Linked DNA regions of Zea mays: region 1 is linked to region 2. A link is a contact called in public Hi-C data. All regions are on one chromosome and are shown on one strand. The core of a region is the stretch at or near the end of the contact, and the rest is flanking DNA. Distances in the headings are between cores, read along the strand shown. Region 1 holds the start of LOC100381414. Region 2 holds the start of LOC100273824.

Region 1 (6,795 bases), core at 1,216-3,715, 350 kb after region 2:
TGGTTATGTTCTCAGCATTTTGGACTGTTGGCACAATAATGGAAGCTTCTCTTGCTTGGGTAAGTCTATTTCTTTAGGAAAAGTAATGTCAATGTTTGCCTTACATACAGTACTGGCTGTTTGAGATATTTTTTTACGTGTATGATGCTACAGTACATCCTACAATGGATGTTATATTCTAGTTACCAATAGTGGATGTTACGGTGGATATTTGTCTGCTGAGTGCAGATGTTCCCCTTTTTCTCTAGCACACAGGAGAACTGCATGGGATTATAGTGTAGGTCGGGAGGGGAAAGGGTTAGAGTGCAGAGGGCCCCCCTGATTCAAATAAACAGATGCACCAAAAACAACATTAATTAGGGTTGCCGAGCTACCAGCTAAGGCTTGCAGGTATGTTAGTTCATGTGTGTCAGCTGCACATCACAGCTCTGCATGCTGATGTTCTTCTGCTGTCCTTATTACCGTACTTGTAATTCTAAGACTAGGATATACCATTGAATCCTAAGGACCAGCAAAGCTTCTTCTGTGTTTTTGTAATTTGAGCAAGTTTTGCCAGCACATGCATGGGTCTTCCTGTGCAATCAATTTGGGTCTATTTGCCATGGTATTTTGCTTGTACATAGTTTTGATGAAGTGATTATTGACGTCCATGGTAGTATATGTTGTATATAATATATAATGGGTTAATGGCACCATTTTGGTGTAAGTGGCCAAATGGCATGCATGGTCATTCTAATCCGTGATTATTGCTATTTCCAAAATCTCCATGCAAATTCCTGTACTCATCTGCTCAATTTGCAGGCCGTTATGCCAGCTTTTGGCTGGAGGTGGCTGCTGGCACTCTCATCATTGCCATCGTTTGCCCTGCTACTCTTCTACCCAGTGACACTTGAGTCACCAAGATACCTATGCATGAAGGGTAGAATAGCTGAAGCAGTTCATGTTCTGGAAACAATGTCACGCGTGAACTGTGTTTCTCTCCCCTCTGGCCGACTTGTCTCTGGCCATCGGGTGGAACTTCATGATATCGGGGATTCTTCAGAAACGGCACAGTTGGTGACATCTAATAAGAATAACACTGCTGATCGTGGTAGCAAATCCGAGATTGGAGGCCTCAGTGCCATCTTAAAGCTTCTATCTCCAAACTTAATCAGATCGACTCTTCTACTCTGGACTGTCTTTCTTGGTCATGCCTTTCTGTACTATGGTCTTGTTCTACTCACATCAGAACTAAATCATGGAAATAGGATCTGTGGATCAGAAGAGGGGGCAGAAGTGACAACAACAGCCCACATACATGATGAGAATCTCTACAGAAATGTATTTATAACAAGCTTTGGAGGTATGTGTGTTTCTGCTATCTGGTCAACCAGTCATTTTTCAGAAACAGTGTCCTGGGAATTCTTGATATTTAGGGCAACAATGATGCAGAGGTCCCTGGTCTTCTCCTGTCGGCTGCCATTGTTGACATGATCGGGCGCAAGCTCTCGATGTCTTCCATGCTTTACATCAGTTGCCTGTGCATATCTCCGCTTATGTTCGCCCAGACGGAATCGCTGACGACCATCTTTTTGTTCTGTGCCCGGGTTTGCATCTCTGCAAGCTTCACTGTTCTGCACATCTACGCCCCTGAGGTTTGGTCCCTCCAGTAGCAATGTGTGTCCTTACATACATAAACCTTGCATGAAAACCTCTGAAATTATCGTTGCCTCTTTGTGCCGTGTTCCTTGCAGATATACCCAACTGCTGTTAGGGCCACGGGTGTCGGGTTTGCAAGCTCGATTGCTCGCTTTGGTGGAATCCTGTGCCCTCTCGTGGCCGTCGGCCTGGTGCACGCGTGCCACCAGATGGCAGCTATCCTGATATTCATCACGGTGATGCTGGCTTCAGGCATCGCCGTGTCATACTTCCCCCTGGAAACAAGCGGCCGAAAGCTGAGCGACCACGTCGCCGCCGCGTAAGAGCTGATTAATTGAAGAACTGACTTTTTGAGAGGGATACACCAATACAGAATCAAGGCCCAAGGGGCCATTATTTTTTTTGTTCAGTTGTTGACAAAGGATACAGTGGGAAAGAAAGTGCAAAGGAGGCACTAGATTGTTACGTTATTATACTGTTGCTTCTCAATAGAAATCTACAGATCACTATATGATTTTTGTTCTCTTGTCAATATGGTATTAGTATGAATTCTAAACGCCCTCAAAATTCATTTTTTGTTTCAAAAGTGAAACGTCTTTTTATATATGAATTGGGAAACTAAAAAATGAAATTCCGTTGCCGGGACTCGAACCCGGGTCTTTCGGGTGAGAGCCGAATATCCTGACCAGCTAGACTACAACGGATTCTGTTTATGTTGTGCATAGTAATTTATAAGATTACGTAGAGCTATTCACAGTAATGGCTTAGCGACATTCTCGCTGCTGCAATGGCGACGGTCTCGTTCCATCACTGTCCCCCGTCATTCTCGCTGCTCCAATGGCGACGGTCTCGTTCCATCCCCCGTCTCTTCCTCCTCCGTCTCCTAATTTTGGAAAGGCCATAGTTTCCCATCGCGAGACCTGTATCCCCATGGATCCATGAGAGAAAGGCGGAGGAGATCAGGCGACGTACGCGCGTGGGGGTCTCCTCCTGCACGCTCTCAGCTGAACCGCCCCGTGCTCCCCTGGGCGCGCCGCGCGCAATGGCCCGACGACGGCGCCCCCTACCGCCGCCGCTGCTCGTCTGGTTGGCCGTCCTCTTCTCTGCGGTGGCGCCCGCTGTCGCCAAGACCGACAAGTCTGACGGTGAGGGTTTGCCGGATTCTTTGTGCCCTCTCTGTGTATGTATGCATCGGTCATGGTTCTGACTGAACATCGTGTGTCCTGCAATATCAGTTGCTGCGCTCAATGTGATGTTCAATAGCATGAACAAGCCATCGCAATTGTCCGGTTGGAAATCGAGCGGCGGTGATCCCTGCGATGACGATGACGAGTGGAAAGGGATAGAGTGCAGCGGCTCATCTGTCACAGAAATGTACGCAAATGAAAATGCCTTCAGGATTTCCCTGCTTGTTCAGCATTTAACAGCGCTGTGAAAGCACTTTTTTTTCTTTTAGCTTTCCGTGACATTTTTACCCCAGTTTGTCTCTAACCATCATGTTGCATAGAGCAGTAACTTGTCAGGGCTTGAACTCAGTGGCTCGCTAGGATATCAGCTATCAAGCTTGAAATCAGTAACCAAATTGTGAGTTGCCCCAGAGATTTCCTGCATTGACCATCGTAGTAATGCAACTTAGTTGAATTTTCCTTGTTTTACGTAGTACAGTGATCTCAGCAATAACAATCTCAACGGCGATCTTCCATATCAGCTTCCACCAAACGTGGTTGAATTGTGAGTTTACGGTTCTCATCCACATTCAACTTTTTTGCGTGGGTTCGTGCCTATACGAACACATTCTCTTATATTTTTTTCTTATTGATGCAGAAATCTTTACGGAAACTCTTTAACTGGAGGAGTTCCTTATTCGATATCTCAGATGGGTGATCTGGAAACACTGTAGGAATTCCAATTCGCATTGCACTCTATTTAATTGTTTGCTTTATGTTCCCTTCACATGGCCGTGATTTTTGTTTGCATCAATCCTTATATAATTCGTCATCTGATTAAACTGCAGAAATTTGGGCAAGAACCACCTAAGCGGGCAGTTGACGGATATGTTTTCAGAACTTCCAAAGCTCTCAACATTGTAAGTCAAGCAGCGAATTCCCCAGTTTTTTTTGACTGTCAAGGGGGGGACCCCACCTGAATTCCCCAGTTTTTGGTATCTAACAGGAATTTGTTTTCTATAGTAGTTGCTAGAATGTTATTTCAGTGAGTCTGTCCTGTACGACTAACCTCGATTGTTTCATCAGGGATCTCTCCTTCAACCGCTTCTCAGGCAGCCTGCCCAAGAGTTTTCAGCACCTAAAAGACCTCAAGACGCTGTGAGGGAACTGAAATTTGCACATGGTAGTAATTCATCCATACTTTCTTTCAGATCTACAATCAGTGCCATTCTTTTCAAAATGTATGTAGGAATGTGGAGAGCAACCAATTCAGTGGTCATATAGATGTTCTAGCGAAACTTCCTCTCGAGGATCTGTAAGTATATCTCAAATTAAATACTCACTGCATAAAACTACTCTTTTTCTCAAGTACATTAAAAAGCAAGATTATCCTGACGACTCCATATATGCATTGCGGTGCCTCGGCACAGCAGTACAACATAAATAATTCTGTGAAAAAATGCGAGCTAAAAAATGTGTTGCCAGTTTTAGCCATGTAATGGGTACACTATAGCCTGTTTACTGCACTCAGATAGTGGAAACTACGCTTCGTCTTTCTGAGAACTAAAGCTATAATGGCTTCCCCTTTGTGCTCAAGGAATCTGCAGAACAACAAGTTTACTGGGTGGATCCCTAGTAAACTAAAAGACATCAGCAATCTACAGTAAGTAGTAATTGTAATTCCATCCGCTATGATCCTATTTGTTGCACTTGATGAATTGTAAAAGTCCTTGACGCATTCTGAAGGATTGGAGGGAACCAGTGGTCGTCCGGATCAGCTCCTCCTGGTATGGAGAAGGGCTCTGCACTGGAGGGCTCTTCAGGCGGAGGTGGTCGAAGTGGAGTAAACGGTATCGCCATCGCAGCTGTGGTGATAGCGGTGCTTGTTGCAGCTCTGATTCTCTTGTCTGTGTTGAAGAGGAACCGTTCTTCTTCCTCGTCTCATTACCTCATGGATGAGTCAGGTCACAACCGGTCATTTGCCCCGCTAGTTGATGATGGCAGAAGTAAATTGCTCATAGTGCCTTCTTTTAACATTCATGGTAAAGCGCTCATGCTGCTTTCTTTGCTTCAGCGATCAACATGAAGCCACTGGAGCATTCATCGTCAATTAGCAGTACGACACCGTCTGCAATGCCTATCAAGCCGATTAGTGACAACGAGTTCGAGAACAAACTAAACTATTCGAGGCGGAGCACAGATCCAGTCAACCTTGTTGCTTATTCATCATCAGACCTCCAAGCAGCCACTGGAAGCTTCCATAGTAGCAGGTTACTAGGTCAGGGGACAATCGGTGGTGTTTACAAGGCAAAATATGCTGATGGAACGGTGAGACCTTACCTTGCCTTTTTAAACCCATGCCAAATGAACTTATTTGCTGATAAAGCTTCAGTATTGTTCCTTCTGAATCTATAAAATTTATCATCAATTATTTTTCAGTAGTATAGTACCATATAGTTGAATTGAAGATTATAACTAGTATCAATATGCATCAAATATGTTCTGTAGTAAGATCTTGAGTTGGCGCTTCATACCTTGCATTCCCGTTGTCCTTATTCTCTCTCTCTCTCTCTCACACACACACACACACACACACACACAAACTCAGGTGCTGGCCGTTAAGAAGTTTGATCCATTGAGCTTCTCGGGAAGCAGCGACTTCATGGATCTTGTGAACAGCATTTCCAAGCTGCATCATCCAAACATCTCCGTGCTTGTTGGTTACTGCTCAGAGCCTGGGCACTACATGTTGGTCTATGACTACAACATGAATGGATCCCTCTATGACTTTCTGCACTTGTCCGACGACTACAGCAAGCCGCTGACCTGGGACACCCGCGTAAGGATTGCTGTTGGTACAGCTTGTGCTCTGGAGTAAGTTGACAACTAGTAATATTTATTTAGGCCTAGATAAAAAAAACAATGCATCTTCAAGCACAGAGGAGATAATATGTTTGTAGTTCAAAAGAAAGGGGCATTGACATGTCTGGTTGATTCAGGTACCTACATGACGCGTGTTCACCTCCAGTGATCCACAAGAACATCAAGGCATCCAACGTCTTGCTCGATGCTGACCTCAACCCTCACCTCACTGACTGCGGCCTTGCATACTTCTATGAGGTTTGCAGAATGTCTCTTGAAGAACTTGTTGAGCAAAGCATGAGTGTAAAAAAACTGTAATAACCAACTCTCTGCAGGATCCGAGTCAGAGCCTGGGACCAGGGTACGATCCTCCAGAGTGCACAAGGCCATCAGGTTACGTTATGAAGAGCGATGTCTACTGCTTTGGTGTCGTCATGCTTCAGCTGTTGACCGGCCGGAAGCCCTACGACAGGTAATTAGTTGAAGAAAAAAAAGGAGATAGCGTGCTCCCTTCCACTTTGGACTGCACCTTTGTGAAGCTTGCCTGTGGAATATCGTGTTTGTCAGCCATGCTCAGGAACATGGCTCCTTTTGTGATTTCAGCTCGAAGCCTAGAGCGGAGCAGTCCTTGGTCAAGTTTGTCGGTCCACAGCTTCATGACACCAACGCCTTGGAAGCTCTGGCGGATCCAGGCCTTCGTGGCCTATATCCACCGAAAGCATTGTCCCGTTTCGCCGATGTCCTCTCCCGCTGCGTCCAGGTGAATCGATCGAAATGCCTTTCAGTGATGAATTGTTTCAGGCCCCTGAAACAAACATCAACTCTGAACTGAATTGCTCTGAACTTTCTGGGTGGTGTTGCAGTCGGATCCAGAACTCCGGCCATCCATGTCAGAGGTGGTGCAGTTGCTTCTCCAGTGCGTCCAGCGCACAACCAGCAACAGGAGGCTGGGTGGCCACCGCACCGTCTCGCAGCGAAGCGACGATTCTGATTGGTGATGCTCTGTTTCTGCCTCCATCCTGCTGCTGCGGCCCAGTTGCTGAAACTGTCTCAGAACAGAACCGTAGGTGTGCGGCCCTTGGCATGCCGCTGTACAAAAGAAAATGCTTTATTAGACAATCTGGTTGCT
Region 2 (5,995 bases), core at 1,532-4,031:
TCTGTGCGGAGGCTCGGGGGCTGCTCTCGCAAACCCGGCCCCGGCCAAACCGTTGACAGCGTCAACATACCAGCCCGAGAACTTGGGACTCGACTATGCACCCGGGTTACGACCAGTTCGCATGAGGGAACAACCAGACCGGCCGAAGCATCACGAAACGCGTTAAGACCTCGAAGGAGTCAAACCACTCCTTCGAGGCCTCGGGGGCTACACCCGGCGGGTGCGCTCGCGCGCACCTACCGGAACGAAACGCAACCGAGAAAGGCCGGTCCCCTTGCAAAAAAGTGCGACAAAAGCCTCCAAGCGAGTATCAACACTCCCTTCGAGGCTCGGGGGCTACTGTCGGGGACCATAATTAGGGGTACCCCCAAGACTCCTAATCTCAGCTGGTAACCTCCATCAGCACAAAGCTGCAAAGGCCTGATGGGCGCGATTAAGGTCAAGGCCCAGTCCACTCAAGGGACACGATCTCGCCTCGCCCGAGCCCAGCCTCGGGCAAAGGCAGCCGACCCCGGAGGATTCACGTCTCGCCCGAGGGCCCCCTCAAGCAACGGACACACCTTCGGCTCGCCCGAGGCCCAGTCTTCGCAGAGAAGCAACCTTGGCCAGATCGCCATGCCAACCGACCGTATCGCAGGAGCATTTAATGCAAGGATCGCCTGACACCTTATCCTGACGCGCGCTCTTCAGTCGACAGAGCCGAAGTGACCGCGGTCACTTCGCCGCTCCACTGACCGACCTGACAAGAAAACAGCGCCGCCTGCGTCACTCCGACTGCTGTGCCACTCAACAGAGTGAGGCTGACAGCAGCTAAGTCCAGCCTCGGGCGCCATAGGAAGCTCCGCCTCGCCCGACCCCAGGGCTCGGGCTCAACCTCGACGCTGGACGACGGACTCCGCTTCGCCCGACCCAGGGCTCGGACTCAGCCTCGGCTCCGGAAGATGACGAACTCCGCCTCGCCTGACCCCAGGGCTCGGACTCAGCCTCGGCTCCGGAAGACGACGAAGTCCGCCTCGCCCGACCCCAGGGCTCGGACTCAGCCTCGGCTCCGGAAGACGACGAACTCCGCCTCGCCCGACCCCAGGGCTCGGACTCAGCCTCGGCTCTGGAAGACGATGAACTCCGCCTCGCCCGACCCCAGGGCTCGGACTCAACCTCGACCTCGGAGGAGCCTCCGCCTCGCCCGACCTAGGGCTCGGACCGACCACGTCACAGGGGGCCATCATTGCCCTACCCCTAGCTAGCTCAGGCTACGGGGAACAAGACCAGCGTCCCATCTGGCTCGCCCCGGTAAACAAATAATGATGGCACCACGCGTGCTCCATGACGACGGCGGCTCTCAGCCCCTTACGGAAGCAAGGAGACGTCAGCAAGGATTCGACAGCCCCGACAGCTGTCCTTCCACAGGGCTCCAGCGCTCCTCCGACGGCCACGACATCACATGAACAGGGTGCCAAAACCTCTCCGACTACCACGACTGCATGTACTTAGGGCTCTAGCTCCTCTCTGCTAGACACGTTAGCACACTGCTACACCCCCATTATACACCTGGACCCTCTCCTTACGCCTATAAAAAGGAAGGTCCAGGGCTCTCATACGAAAAGGTTGGCCGCGCGGGGGAACGGGCCGGCGCATAAGGCTCTCTCTCTCTCCCACGCGGACGCTTGTAACCCCCTACTACAAGCGCACCCGACCTGGGCGCAGGGCAACACGAAGGCCGTGGGTTTCCCCTTTTGTCTGTTTCTTCCCCCCTTCGTGCTCCATCTCGCGCCGACCCATCTGGGCTGGGGCACGCGACGACAATTCACTCGTCGGTCCAGGGACCCCCCGGGGTCAAAACGCCGACACTTGCAAACTGCAAGATTTCATTGCTCTCTCTATATATAGATACACACATGACTGCTTATACAATGTTGCCGTCACAATGTAATACACTTTCGTAGTTTCATATATATTATTATACCTACAAGTTGTCCCTGTATATCAACTACATTTTTTCTTACTGTGTACATTGACAAGGTCAACTCTATGCATCTTTCAAAAAAACCCACATAGGGAGCGAACAATTTATTAGGGCTTGTTCATTTATTTTCAATCTATATAGATTGAAGGAGATTGATACAAATTGAGAGAAATTGTGATTTACTAGGGATTGAAACTCCTTTAGGGCTTGTTCGGTTAGCTCTCAATTCATATGGATTGAGTGAGATTGGGTGAGTTTAAATTCCAAACAAGTCAAACTTTTTCTTATTTTTTTTTCCAATCTTATCCAATTCATAGGTAACGAGATTAACCGAACAAGACCTTAATCTCCCTCCATCTATATGTATTGGTATCGAACGAACAAGCTCAGTTTTTTTCACCATCCAATCCTATCCAGTCCAGTGAGTAAGAATATAATTAAGCTGGTCGCTGCTCTATTTTCACCATCCACCAGCTATGCGACTTTTTTTTTACAGCGTCCCTAGTCTGGCGCAAGGCAGGGCAAAGGAGAGAGGCAGCAGTAAAAATCGGGGAACGACATCATCGAAAGAAAGAAGACAGTGGGAATCAATCAGTGCTTAGACCGCTGACACCACTGTCGGCCGGTGCACCGCAGCGCGTCCCGGCGGCGTTTCGCCGGCTTTGCCTTTGCTACCGCATGGTCAAATGGACGAGGTCCACCGAGACAATAACCACTGCAAACCCATCATCTCGGCGTCTGGCCGCCTGACGCGACAAGACAATCAAAAGCGAGCCCGACCAAAGCGCCATGCGTCCCCACTCCCCCCACCCCACACACACGCTGCTGCAGTAAACCCGCCGCTGCGCGAGCGCAGGTTACCCCATTACTCCATGTCCCCACGCCGGCAGCAGCGGGCGTCCCTTACCGCTTGCAAAATCACTTTTCACCTCTCACATTCTCATCCTCTCCTCGCTGCGGTTAGCCGGGTCACCAACCACCGACTCAACTGAACCACGCCCCTCGCTGCCGCGGCGCCGCGCTATGGACGGTGCGTCGTGGCCCGCGCGGTGGCCTCCGCCGGTGCCACCGCTGCCCAGCCAGGTACGTCCCACGTGCGCATCTCGGGGGGGGGGGGGGGGGGGTCTGGACTTCTGGTTCTATCGTTTAATGCGGGGTGGGGGTAGGTCGTGTTCGACACCCAAACAGTCCGGGAGTTGGTTTCGTGTTTTAGTGGCTTGCGAATGGTGTGTGCGCACGATTTTGCAGTTGAAATGCTGCCGTACGGGATTATTTCGACGTTTCATTGCTTGAGTGTCCGTACTTCGCCGCTAAACATGGCGTTGTTACCGTGCGTGTACATGCAGATGGACGGCGTCACTCTGCGCCACCTGCTCCGCCCCTTCGCCGCGCAGGAGGCCGCGGCGGCCGGCCGAGTGGCAGCAGCGCCAGAGCAGCTGTTCGCAAGTCATTCGACCCTGCAATCCGGGCCGCCTCCGAGAGTGGGGCCGAGCAATGAGTTGCTTACTCAAGTTCCGGGGAACTATTGCACTTTCGATCTTGCGCCGGACCTCACTCGGGCAAATGCGAGCAATGCTGCTGGTACCATTGATTTTACTCGGGCTGGTCCCTCCAGCAGTGCTGCCACTCTGCCCAAGTATCCGAGACATGGATTGCCAGCTAGCAGTAGCAATGAGCAGTCCTCTTTTGGAGCGCTTTTCCCGAACAGAAGTGCTAATGGAATGGGTATTTTTACTTGTCAAAGTTCGGCTAACGAAGGTAAGGTTCCAGTGAATTTGGAGGCAATGACTACATGTCCATAATCGTAGCTTTCCTGTGATCTGACCACTCGCGGCAATTTCAACTTGCAGGAATAGCAAATGTTGGTGTGCAGTTTCAGGACTCAAGTGTCCATGGACTGCAGAAATTGCCATTCAAATCGATGACTCATCAGCATCCTACACTGCCTGGTGATCGAATCCGTGTCACCTGTATGAATGTTGGTGGGTTGAACTTGCAATGTTGTTACAACCTGACTTGACTACCACAGTATCACTGTGGCGGTAGTCTTTGAGATGGCTACAAAGTTACACTGAACATTTTTTTGCCACATCTAAAATCTGTACCTGGGATGTCCTCAAGTAAAGACAGTCATTTGAATATGCACGATTAGTTGTGTGCAACCAAAACATTTACATCCTCCTTGCAAGAAAAAAACATTTATGCCCAGCTATTGGACGATGTTCCTGCTTTCAGCATTTTAATAGCAATATACATTTGGTAAAAGCGAGAAATTTTGAGATTACTATTGGTTGATACTTATAACAATATCTTGATGCTATTTCCCAAATCAATTATCCTCATTTGACATACATTGTTGAATCTCCTGACATGCCCATGGCACTTGAATAGGCGGAGAGTTTTTTGTGGGCGAAGCTGGGCTTTTTGGAGTTATCTGCTTGTGTCATCGGTTGCGAATGTCTGTAGCTAAATTCTGCGAGGTGCTAAAGGATTGTCCTAACTATTTTCTTGGTTTCACATTTAACACTGCCATATATTTTTTCTGCTGGTAAAGCTATCCAATTTATGCCTGAAATTTTAAAGTTATGTGCTCGCATATGCTTGTTACAGCATGCTGGAGGAATTCCAGAAAAAGCTGGTGAAATTGTCTGCTTGGAGAATGGCATGAGTATTGCACAATGGTTCAAATTCTGCATAGGGGTGAGTATTACATCAAGCCGTGGTCCCATCTGTTGTAGTTTGATTGGTCCAAGTTACATATTAGTAGAAGTAAATGCCTTTTGTCCATGAATTAGTTGCAAAATATAACTCATGTAAAAGACTTACTACAACAATGAATTAGTTGTAAGATTTCATTATACAATATAAAATAGTGAAGAGCTAAAGAGCATAAGCATAGTTGCAGCTCTTGGCGAGGTCGGGTCAAGTTACGGTTCCAGTTTGTAATTTCCTTGGGGAACTTGCTCAGCAAGATCCCCTCTTTTGTAAGGCTTTTCTTCCTCTCTATTATAAAGGATGCGCAGTTCTCCTGCGCGTTCGATAAAAAAATAGTGATTACAACTGTCCTTATTTAGTTGTGCTCTTCCTGCACACCTTTTTCTTTGAGACATTTTTCTCTCTGTATGGACAAAACAAAGCTCAGGGATGCACAGTTCCAGCATGACTGATGTGCATGTTGTTGCAGTTCAAACATTTATGCAGAGCTTTCATTACATACCCCCCTTTGTATGTATCTAGGTCGGAGGATCTATTGCTAACACCAGGTGGGATTGGCCGGAATGGGCACATATGAAAAGTTCTCCAGAAGAGCACATATTGAAAAGTCTTGCATCAAGAAACAGTGGAACAGGAAAAATGGGGTTGTTAAGTAGATATGGAAAAATCACTGGACATATGAACAAACCGGCTTATTCCAATGATCTGTCCGTTGAGGGTGGAGGGCACACTAATGTTGAGAAGCTAGTAAACAGGACAGATGAAACATATTACAGAAAGAGTGTTGATGTGCATGAAACTTTTACAAAGAACTCTGCTTTACTTCAGAATTCCGCTGTGGTGAATTTAGGGCCCGCTAAAAACCATCCAGTTCATGCATTCGACTTGAACCCACTTACCACTCCTAGTGGAAGCCCACACTTTGAAGCAAGCATGGGAAGACATTACAATGGAAATCATTTGGCCCATAGTCATGGAATCCATTTGGAGAAAAACTTTGATGCGTCATTTTGTAATCCTATGCCACGTTTTACAGGAGTTATGAACCATGATAGTAGGGCGTGCAGACCAAATTTCTCCAATAAAACATTCCAGGACACTTTGAGCAATGCTTCAAACACTGAATTAAAGCTTGGGCAATCTTCTTATCATCAATCTATGACTACTCTTTCCCCATTGGGGCAATCAACGATGATTGAATTTCAGAAACCCCAAACACATAGGCCTCCGATAAATCAAAGTGAGCTTGCCTTTTGTACCTTGTTTCTTTCATTATTTTCTTTGTGCATTGTCATTCAAAGGTACAGTTTTGTTTCT

What was found. Hi-C and Micro-C count contacts between places; a contact is called where the count stands out from the background.
Region 1: a contact with region 2 is called in a Hi-C map of leaf, with 5 times the contacts expected there. The contact joins the promoter of LOC100381414 here to the promoter of LOC100273824 in region 2. A contact is called at or near these places in 2 of 25 Hi-C or Micro-C datasets (ear and leaf).

What each region holds. Positions count from the first base shown.
Region 1 is chr2:205,059,270-205,066,064 of Zm-B73-REFERENCE-NAM-5.0, forward strand. It overlaps LOC100381414, which reads left to right and starts at 2,466. Exons shown (of 16, transcript NM_001174255.1): 1 at 2,466-2,783; 2 at 2,874-3,012; 3 at 3,151-3,222; 4 at 3,299-3,369; 5 at 3,463-3,534; 6 at 3,653-3,724; 7 at 3,891-3,987; 8 at 4,054-4,119; 9 at 4,402-4,467; 10 at 4,551-4,768; 11 at 4,879-5,132; 12 at 5,413-5,678; 13 at 5,804-5,924; 14 at 6,002-6,138; 2 more. The coding sequence starts at 4,594. The coding sequence ends at 6,664. It overlaps LOC103647653 (organic cation/carnitine transporter 7), which reads left to right. Exons shown (of 6, transcript XM_008672154.3): 3 at 1-59; 4 at 802-1,342; 5 at 1,432-1,634; 6 at 1,734-2,162. The coding sequence ends at 1,961. TRNAE-CUC (transfer RNA glutamic acid (anticodon CUC)) reads right to left here and starts at 2,342; the gene lies at 2,270-2,342.
Region 2 is chr2:204,708,951-204,714,945 of Zm-B73-REFERENCE-NAM-5.0, forward strand. It overlaps LOC100273824, which reads left to right and starts at 2,782. Exons shown (of 22, transcript NM_001329043.1): 1 at 2,782-3,046; 2 at 3,310-3,721; 3 at 3,814-3,945; 4 at 4,355-4,443; 5 at 4,574-4,663; 6 at 5,201-5,918. The coding sequence starts at 2,987.